Linked DNA regions of Hordeum vulgare: all the other regions are linked to region 3. A link is a contact called in public Hi-C and HiChIP or PLAC-seq data. All regions are on one chromosome and are shown on one strand. Each heading gives the region's core, a stretch centred on a gene start, on an enhancer-like site or on the middle of the called end of the contact. The rest is flanking DNA. Distances are from core to core; before and after follow the strand shown. Region 1 holds the start of LOC123442938 (ubiquitin-conjugating enzyme E2 2-like). Region 2 holds the start of LOC123442943 (60S ribosomal protein L18a-like protein). Region 3 holds the start of LOC123439504 (17.5 kDa class II heat shock protein-like).

Region 1 (3,203 bases), core at 336-2,835, 460 kb after region 3:
TCAAATTTAGTATTTTCGATCTATTGACGAAGGTTCTAAATAGCTAGCTGAGCTGCAGATTTTTTGGATCCTAATCGTTCAGCGATATGCCAATGTTCCACTACGGTAGCGACAGCCGTATAGCTTCAAATAGCTCAGCTATTTGCCTTAGCTAGCCATAACTCTTCTATTCTATATAGGTACCTTTTACCAACACAACATGCTAACTTTGGAACTCAACTTCGTAACAAAGCCTACTTATATTATAAACTTAACTTGTGAGATACCTATCAAAGTACCTCTTTTTTCTCTGCTCAGCACTCTTATCACTATGACTATATGTCTAAGTAATTAAGTACTTGGTAATTATTCTGAAGAAAAACAGGTTCCGGTCATTTGTTTCGTTTTATATTCCACACTGCCTTATATGAATTATGTTGTATATCTATTATTTTCCTATTACAATAGACAAGGCACCATTCCAGCAGCCTCAGGACAGGAGTGCATGGACAGCAGTGGCATTGACAAAATACGACGTTAGGGTATCCATCGTGACGTTGTTTGGCACATAACCATCACGGTGCACCCCCATTTCGATGTCGGACCACACCCCTGCACCGCCACATCATTCCATATGTCGAACTCCCAATATTACGACATGAGATATCCAGGTTGGAATCACATTGCTAATCTTTGGTGGCCATGGCACCTAGCATGTAACAACCAAAACCAAGGGAGTCCAGCAAGGAAATTCTAGGATTCTAGGACATCATTGAAAAAGCTATTGCAACTACACTTATATCAACTAACCTCCGTCCCACGGGCTATCATCAGGGCTGCAAATCAACACGAGCAAATGCATGAGCACACCACAACCCAAAGACATTGAAGAGGAAAAGAAAGGAACGGCGCAACCATGTAATCCTAGCATCATTCATACCCAAAAATCACAGCATTCCACAGCATTATGTTGTTGTCCTGCGGCGCCCCGCTTATGCCCGCAGGAGGGTCCTGCATCAGCCGCTTGAAGTCCCTCATCAGCCTCTTCCTTGAAGGAGTCGACATCCTCAAAGTTATCTGCGAAAACCACACCGCCATGTGAGCACACCGCCACAAAACCCAGCAACCGACACATACCGGCGCAAACCTAAATTCTCGCGAACACCGGACATCAAATCTACGGACACGGAATTCGCTCGCGGCTCAAATCCTCCCTCCTCCGAGACAGCTGCTCGTGCCCCCGCCGTCCCGCGCACACGATTTTGACAAGAGAACAAGCGTATATCTAGGTCGAATCGGGAGCTCTAGCCTACGAATATCCCCAAAGCGAACCGAATCTGGGGAGCGAAGCGAGGAGGGCTCGAGCGATCTGGCAGGGGGGAGGGGATCGGTGGTCACCTGAGATGCGGCCGGCGGTGGTGGTGGAGATGTAGGCTCCCGCGTGCTCGTTGTCCTAGAGCATGGAGACGACGGGGTGGACGGCTTTAGGTCAGCCTGGGCGATGGAAGGGCAGGTCGGGGATGGAGAGGGGGCTATGTAGAGAGGAGGGCAAAAGGATTGGACAGGAGAGTCGAGGAAAGTCAGCGATGACAACACCGCCAGCCACTGGTCGATTCACGCACGCAAGACGCAAGTGATCCAAATATCCTGCCGAAAGGCACCTACTCAATTGTTTTCTCCCCTAATAATAAAGCGCGTAGCCATTCTGCCGTCCGTCGTGGCAATTTTACAGAAAACACTCTGTATTTTGTTGAAATCAACCCGCAGTCCTTCATTAAGTGGAAAAAAAACCTGTCCCGTTACCTCCGTCTTCCCCACCCCGCAGATCGAACCAGAGAGAGAAGAAGAGGGGAGCCACCGCCGCCCCCGCCGTCCCCGCCACAAGCCCCCGGCAAGCGCCGCCCCCGAGGAGGAGAGGCGAGAGAGGAGAGGGATTCGGCCGGAAGGTTCCGAGAGATGGCAGTCCCGGCGTTCTACAGGTGGCTGGCGGACCGGTACCCACAGACGGTGTCGGACGCGGAGGAGGAGGAGCCCATGGAGCTCGAGCCCGGGGCCTTCGTCCCCGTCGACCCCCACCACCCCAACCCCAACGGCCTCCAGGCCTCCGTCGTCACGCTGGCCGACCAGCTCTGCCGCCTCCACCTCGGGCAGATGCAGCCCATGCCCATGCCCATGGCGCGCCTCGCCTCCTCGGACGAGAAGCTCCGCCCCCTCCACGTCGGGCAGACGCAGGCGCAGGTCGTGCCGGCTCCCCCGGTGCTGCCCGCCTCCCCGGCCGAGAAGCACGCGGCGATGCCCAAGAGCATCTCCATCCGCTCCAAAGGCTACCTGAAGCATCGCGTGACGAAGCCGGTGAACGTCGGCTCGGTGAGATCATCGAAACCCAACCCCTCCATTCCCCCAACTCAATCCCGCGGCTCTGTGCCAGTCCAATCCATGACGCTCACGTGTTCGACCATTTGCTTGTGTCGACGCAATGACAGCAGCAGCGCGTGTTCGTGGGCGTGGACGGCGCGAAGGAGGAGGAGCACAAGGGCGGAAGCGATGGCGGGGAGAAGGGCGGTCAGGTCGCCACGGCTCCCGGCGGGTTGAAGTTCCAGGTGTTATATATGCCACATCAGAAAACAAGCAAAAAGCACAAAAATGGGAGACCTAAGTAACGCAAATTTTGATTTAGATGCACAGAGCAAACGACACTTGAGTCAACAGAGTTAGGACATACCGGCAAAAATGTGAATATTTGAGCTGCTTATCGGTGGGGTTGATCTGGGATTCTGGATCATCAGAGAGGTAAATTCATGTGTTGGAGGGTACTTTCGTACATGGTTTGTTATGTAAGTTATTCTGAATTGCTAGCTGACCTTCACGTTTCTCTAAAATTGTGCGCAACTGCCAGGGTATGATCCGTGCAGTGATTATCCTATCAATGGCTATCTCAATGATCCAGCAGTGCAGGACGCTTTCCACGCTAGGATGACAGAGTGGTCACCCTGCAAGTAATTAGATGAATGGACATTGATTTAGCATATACCGGTCAACGATTTTTCAATGATTTTCACCCACACGTCCGAAAGTTAACCGTGTGATTCATGCTTGCAGAAACTTCAAGTGGAAATATGCGCCAGTGACTATGCTGCCATCCATCAAGTTCTTGATCGAGAACAAGCTTCCCGTTTGGATATTCAGGTAGTAACAGATTAACATCAGTTATTATCAGACACCTA
Region 2 (3,198 bases), core at 432-2,931, 310 kb before region 3:
CCGCTTGAGTGTTTACCGTCGGCTCGTCATTTTCGCGTTCCTCCGCGATTGGTCCATGGCTTCCTTTTGAGTACGCGAGTATGGGAGAGTCTGTGCTTGAGGCAGTGACCATGTCTTGAGTGGATCAAATGATAGGTGAGCAAGGAGATATGTCACCTCGATTTCAATGGCACATGTACGGGCTCCCGTCATGGGACCACTTAGGGCATCCACAACGTTTAGAGGATGGCTTGCCTCTAAGCTGGGACCCACGTTGGATTATTAGAGTCAGCTTAAGATTACGCAGTGTATGCCAAATGTTCCCTGCCTCTAAGTTGTCGGCTCCTTTCCATCCTCTTGACATGGCACATGCATGCTCTCCTTCTATGACATGTAGGGCCAATGAATTATTTCATTTCATTGAAAGAATTGGAGGCTGCCTCCAAGCGTAGCGTCGATGCTAAACAAATTTAGCTTAGAGGCTGTTCTCACAGTATATAACGTCTGCCTCTATGGCCTTAGAGGTAGCAAAACATCACACTGTGGATGCTCTGATAGCTTGAGGTGTTGGTGATGTATCCATGGAGAAGATCATGGAATGCGCTGTATGAGATTTAGTTTTGAAGATCTCGACGCGAGAAATCCAACGATAAAAATGGTTCGAGATATGGATGCATGTTAAGAGATATAAAAAATTATATAAAAAACGAATCTCCGAAAAAGAAAAACTTCCACGTTGTGACAAATGACGCACATGCAATATAACAGATGTCACAACCATAGTTGATGGGAGTGTCTTTTATAAAAAGTATCCCTTAATTAATGATTTTGCCATATATCAGGTATTTCTAACATCTGAAAAAATATCTGGTGCTACCGGAGCACCTCACATTAGGTGCTTCCGCGCGACCTCGGTCGTCAATCTGAGATCTAATGGATGTGAACCAAAGCGCCATTTCATTAATGTTTGGAAGATTTTTATAAAACATTTATGCTGAATTTATCTTTTTTGTTTCTCGATGTGTATTTTCAGTTTTGATTTGAATTTTTTAGGGATTGTATGTTCATGTGATGTGAACATTCATATTTTTTAGGATTGTACGTTCATGTGATGTGAACATTCATATTTTTTAAGAATTTTTTGAAACATTTACATGTGGATTTTTAAAATTGGAAGCACTTAATGTAAGGTGGTTTCATAGCACCAGATATTCACCCCATTGACCAAAGGGAGACATCAAAACAGGTTCAAAAACCTCTGGTAAAATTTCTCTCTTCCTTTTAATATATACTCCCTCCGTACCTAAATATAAGTTTTTTAAGATATTTCACCAGGTGTCTACATACGAAACAAAATGAGTGAATTTATACCTTAAAATATGTCTACATACATCCGTATGTAGTCCATTAATGAAACTCTTAGAAAGACTTATACTCCCTCCGTCCAGAAATACTTGTCCTAAAAATAGATATAATGGATGTATCTATAACTAAAATAAATCTAGATACATTCATATCTAGTACAAGTATTTCTGGACGAAGGGAGTATTTAGGAACAGAGGGAGTATATGACGTGGTATTTTGACACAAACTGACCTTTTCCTCCCTCTTCCATTGACGACAGCGAACGAGTCGTTATCCGTGTGTTAAAAAGGGCCGCCCTCGTGTCTCCATCCCCTCTTTCACCAACGCGGCACATAGCGTGGCGGTAGGTGCACGAGACCCGCACCGCGCTGCGTGTCCACACACACGCATACGAACAACCGGTTGGACCTCCTCCTCCTCCTCGGCTCCACTTTCCTGCCTCTCCCGGTCTCCCCCTCGTCGCCTCTTCCAGTGCTCTCTACTGCTCGCTCTCCACCCCCACCCCGCTCTCGTCCGGCGTCGTCTCCCCCTTCCACCTCCCTCGCGGTTTGCCCCGCCGGCGGCGACGCGGACCTGCTGGTGCTGGTGCTGGTGCTGGGTCGGTTTCTTCTCTTGCGGGTAAGGAACCCTATCCTGTCCTGACTGAGTGGATTATCTTGTTCGTCTTGCGGTTACCTTCTTCCCTTTGCTGCGTGGCGGCCGGCGACCGAAGCCTGAATCCCCGTCGCGGTAGGTGCCGATTTGTCTGTCTGCTGCGTGGTGGACTGGTTGGTAGGTGCCCTTGCTAATCTAGTCCATCCACCCGTACCTGGTCTGCCTGCCTTAGCCGCTTCTTCTTCTTCAGCGCGCCAGACCGATCTGAGATGGCCCCGTAGCGCGGCCGCAGCTTATTTTGTATGAATTCGTTAGATTTGTTCTACTAACGGGAGTTGGAGTGTTAGAGTTCAGAGCAAGAGGAAATAGCTCAAAATGTTATGCTCTCCTAGTCTCGTCGGAAGCCGTAGTGTTCCTGACTGAGTACCCCTCTTGGATTGACTTCTGTATGCTAATATCTGGAATTCAGACACCTGCTGCTTCTGTATGTTAATATATTTGGAATTTGAGACACCTGCTGGTCACTGCTTTCCTCTTTGCCATGAAAGAGTACTTCCAATTGCTCACAACATCTGTCCCTACCGATTAGACTCATATGCGTGTTTATGCAGAAGAAATTACATTGTGGATATAATTTTCTCTCCGATGCAGCAAGATGACCCCATCCTGACACACTTGCAGGATTTATGTGCCAAGCTGGCTACTGTTCTGTTTTATTCCTCGGATCAGACTTGTTGAACTGATTCCAGCAAGGAGGAATCTGCCAAGCAGCTTGGTGTTAAGTTTGGATCTTCCCTAAACAGCTCTAGATTAAATGGGGGAAGGTAATTGCTTTTTCAACCTTGTATCTATCTTTTGCGTTAAACTTTTGAGATTTGTTTTGCCGCTAGATCGCTTATGTTATGCAGGATCTTTTCGCGTTAAACTTTTGAGATTTGTTTTGCCGCTAGATCGCTTATGTTATGCAGGATCTTTTCGCGTTAACCTTGAGATTTGTTTTGCCGCTAGATCGCTTATGTTATGCAGGATTTTTTGAGTTAAACTTAAGATTTCCTTCGCCGCTAGATCACTTACGTTGTGCAGGAGAACAGAACCCTTAGTCTGTCATTGTAAAAGACAGTAACATCTATTACGTGATGTTGACATACGTGGTAGCATAATAGTGTATAAACATCAGTGAGATATAACATAATTAGGATTCAGAGTTTACAGTTGTTCCTCTGTTTATTAGGGCTTTAGCTTGATCATGATGTGCATTAT
Region 3 (3,428 bases), core at 849-3,348:
CTCCTGTTGATGTTCAACATCTTCAAAGCGTAGATCTGCTGCTGCAGGGTCTCATTGAGATTCCGAGATCTGTTCTGCAGGTAACCTTTTTCGCCTGGCGATACTTTATCAAGTTTAATGGACACCTCTAAGTATCTCTGTGTGAGGCAAAAATAATGGAGCGTTTCAACAAATCAAAAATATATATTTGAAAAATCCAGAAAGGAATAGAAATTAGAGTTTGTTATGTCCTCTCTACCACAATCAATTTTAAAGTTATCAAGAAATTTTCTAGTCACAAGTGGTGTATACGTTATCAAGCTTAGTAGGCACTTCACATCACATACATATTGATGTTAGAAAACAATAATAGAAAAATGGTTGATGCCTCTAATGCCATGAGCCTACGAGAGAATCAAGCTGTATCGCATGTGTAACATATCAACTCCATTGCAGCCAGTTAGGTTTCAGATGCAACCACTAGCTCTGTTGCGCCGCGAATTAAAATTTTGTTGCATCCCGCTTAACCTTCTTTTTTGATGAACAGGGATGCAACATCCCCGGTTCCATTTCTCAGGCTTATCCTTCTTTCTGCTGCCATTGCAGGTGAAGGGATGCGAGTCGCCGTACATGTCCACCAATGTGCGGGACAAGATAACTGGGAAGGATCTGTACGCGAGTAATCTCAACAGCCCACTGTCCAGACAGGATGACGGCGATTCTGATTCGGGCGCAGATACCATGTAAAACTTGCAACATGTTCGTCTCTTCATTTTCGTTGGAGATGTAATATGGCGCTCGGTCGGCCTGACATGTCGGGGACACAACATAAAATTTTGATAGCGGACCATCTTATTTTGTGTACCCAGTGGTGAAATTTTTGCTGGCTTCAAGATTGAACTGATTTTTCTGCTTTGTGGTATGGCTGTGCCCTGATACTTTGTAACAGAGGTCGGGGTACACATTCCTGGCCAAGGAAAAAAAACTGAAATCACGTTTAGATGTGCGCTGTTTTATTTCTGTCTAAATAAAGCCCTGCTAAAATCAGGCAGCTTCATTTTTTTCTTGGTCAAAATAAATAATTTTGAAGATAAATTCAAGATGCAGCATATCTCCAAATCAGCTTATATAAAATTTCTGGGAAAGGAGTATCTCAAATTTCCTCGTACATCAATCTCATATGTGTAATCGAATTTGGCGTCGATAGCGAGTTCTCCTAGCATAATGGGCAGATCGCAGGAGGCCTTAACATGATTCGTCAATCCCAAAAGCCAGACATCAAAACACACAGGATTTGTATAGCTGCTGAAAATTTCACCTGAGTTTGGCAATACAGTTCTTATTCAGGCAAAGCAGGAGAACATCTCGACTTCCATTAACGGAACATCACGAACAGACAGTACACACCCTCTCTCTCAGATAACCATGCTACTAGCAGACGAAATCAGGAGACAGGCACTCCACCACTTTATCACACTCTGCTTCGATTCGACGCGCACACGATGCGTCTCAGGCGACCTGGACCTGGATTGTCTTGGGCTTCTTGGGCTCGGGCGGCGGCAGCTTCTCGACGGTGACGGTGAGCACGCCGTTGCGGCACGCGGCGGAGATCTTCTCCATGTCGGCGTTCTCGGGGAGCACGAACTTGCGCATCATCTTGCCCATGCGACGCTCCATCCGCACGTACTTGGCGTCCTCCTTCTCCTCCCTCCGGCGCTCGCCGCTGATGACCAGCACCCGCTCGTCCTCCACCTGCACATTGATGTCGCCGGACCCGAGGCCCGGCATGTCCACCACGAACGCGTACGCGCCCGGCAGCTCCTTCACGTCGGCTGGGGTGGCCGCCATGGCGCGCGCGTCGCGGACATAGGCGCGCGTCGGGCCCTGCTTCTCGCCGCCGGCGGCACCAGCCTCGCCGTCTGGGATGTCCAGCAGGTGCTGCAGGGCGGTCATCACCGGGGTCTCCAAGCCGAACACCATGCCCGCCATTCTTGCTGGCTGATCTCGAGCTTGATCAATCTCCTCGGGTTGGACTGCGTTGGATTGCTTGTTGAATTTTGTGGAATGCTTTGGTGGTAATGCCACGGCGAGGAGGAGGGAGTTTATGTAGGTCGCCGGAGGGGGGGAGTCTTCTGGAAGGTAACGGAAACTTCTGAAAGGTGGTGGAACGAGCGCGGAGCATAGGGGAGTCCTTCGGCCGCTGATGGAGAAACTTCTAGAGGTTCCACCTTGGTAGCCTTGGGCCCCACATGTCATTCGGTGTAGCAGTTCTTTTTTAGATACGCAATAGACTTCTAATTAAAAAACGCATGCAGAGATTTTCTCTGGTTAAAGGGAATTTATTGAGAACTAATAGTAGCGAGAAAATTAATCTCTTTCTAATAATAAAGTAAATATTGCTTTTGTCGTCCGTCATTGAAATTACCCCTAAAGTTGATAAAAATTACCCACCAATGCCACCCGTAAGTACAAAAACGATTCGCTTTTCGGATTTCAGAAAACGCCGCCCTCTGTTGTGTTTATAAAGTATTGATATATAGATATACTAGTAACACAGTACTAGCACGATGGTCAGAGGTGCGGTCCTCTAGGCTAGAGACCAGGGCTCGATCCTTGATGTTCTACTTTTTCTCTACCTTTTTCTCATTTTTTTCATGGGCCGGCCCATGTGCAGCTCAGGGCATCCTGTTTAGTATTTTTTTCTTTACTTTTTATTTCCGTTTTAGTTTTTTCTTCTCTAAATTAATTCCAGATTTCAAAAGACCAACAATAACAATAAAAGTTGTCAGTTTGAAAAAATTAGGAAAAGATAAACTGTTTGTGTATTTACAAAATATTCAACAAGTCATAAAACACTCATGAGTTCAAAAATTGATCACATATTATACAACAAATCACGATTTCATATAAATTGTCATGAAATAAAAAAATGTTCATGATTTTTTTAAATCCGATATTCAAAGCATATTTAGGAATTTGGAAAACATGTCTATCAATTTTTAGAAAATGTTTGTAAAAATTAAAACACATATGTTAATAATGAACAAAACTAACTGTCGCTTACATAAAGGTTTTATTAGGAAACCTCTAGAGGTCGTTTTATGATTTTATTTAGTCCCTCGCGTCGGATAAAAAAAGGTTTCCGTGTTTTATAGTTTGCTCAGCTAAAAAATATTTTTTTTGTGACACCTTAACAAATCAAGCCGCGATGAGCATCATATTTTTAGTTTTTGAAATTATATTTTAAAAGTGCCTTATCTCATCATGACATCACTCAGATATACTTTGTGAAATAAAATTTCAAAAATCCTTATGCCATTATTGCATTGGATTCATAACATTTTATATCTATCACACGTGCATAACCTGATAGTTTTTTTTCCGTTGCAACGCACGGGCATTTTTGCTAGTCATAACAATATGATGTTTCAGACAATGTAATGATACAT

Evidence for each region. Hi-C and Micro-C count contacts between places; a contact is called where the count stands out from the background. HiChIP or PLAC-seq counts read pairs in DNA pulled down with a chosen protein or histone mark.
Region 1: a Hi-C map of seedling shows a contact between it and region 3, with 5 times the contacts expected there. The contact joins the promoter of LOC123442938 here to the promoter of LOC123439504 in region 3. A contact is called at or near these places in 2 of 6 Hi-C or Micro-C datasets (leaf and seedling).
Region 2: a contact with region 3 is called in an H3K4me3 HiChIP or PLAC-seq map of embryo, with 6 times the contacts expected there. The contact joins the promoter of LOC123442943 here to the promoter of LOC123439504 in region 3. A contact is called at or near these places in 2 of 6 Hi-C or Micro-C datasets (both in leaf) and 1 of 1 datasets of contacts at active chromatin or transcription factors (embryo).

What each region holds. Positions count from the first base shown.
Region 1 is chr3H:53,253,847-53,257,049 of MorexV3_pseudomolecules_assembly, reverse strand. It overlaps LOC123442938 (ubiquitin-conjugating enzyme E2 2-like), which reads right to left and starts at 1,585. Exons shown (of 6, transcript XM_045119127.1): 1 at 1,378-1,585; 2 at 920-1,056; 3 at 790-815. The coding sequence starts at 1,044. It overlaps LOC123441472 (zinc finger CCCH domain-containing protein 39-like), which reads left to right and starts at 1,936. Exons shown (of 3, transcript XM_045117896.1): 1 at 1,936-2,346; 2 at 2,463-2,579; 3 at 2,876-2,956. The coding sequence starts at 1,936. The coding sequence ends at 2,956.
Region 2 is chr3H:54,018,177-54,021,374 of MorexV3_pseudomolecules_assembly, reverse strand. It overlaps LOC123442943 (60S ribosomal protein L18a-like protein), which reads left to right and starts at 1,681. Exons shown (of 5, transcript XM_045119137.1): 1 at 1,681-1,962; 2 at 2,620-2,762. The coding sequence starts at 2,753.
Region 3 is chr3H:53,709,797-53,713,224 of MorexV3_pseudomolecules_assembly, reverse strand. LOC123439504 (17.5 kDa class II heat shock protein-like) reads right to left here and starts at 2,098. Exons shown (of 1, transcript XM_045116218.1): 1 at 1,258-2,098. The coding sequence starts at 1,968. The coding sequence ends at 1,489. It overlaps LOC123442939 (polynucleotide 5'-hydroxyl-kinase NOL9-like), which reads left to right. Exons shown (of 9, transcript XM_045119128.1): 8 at 1-80; 9 at 586-979. The coding sequence ends at 726.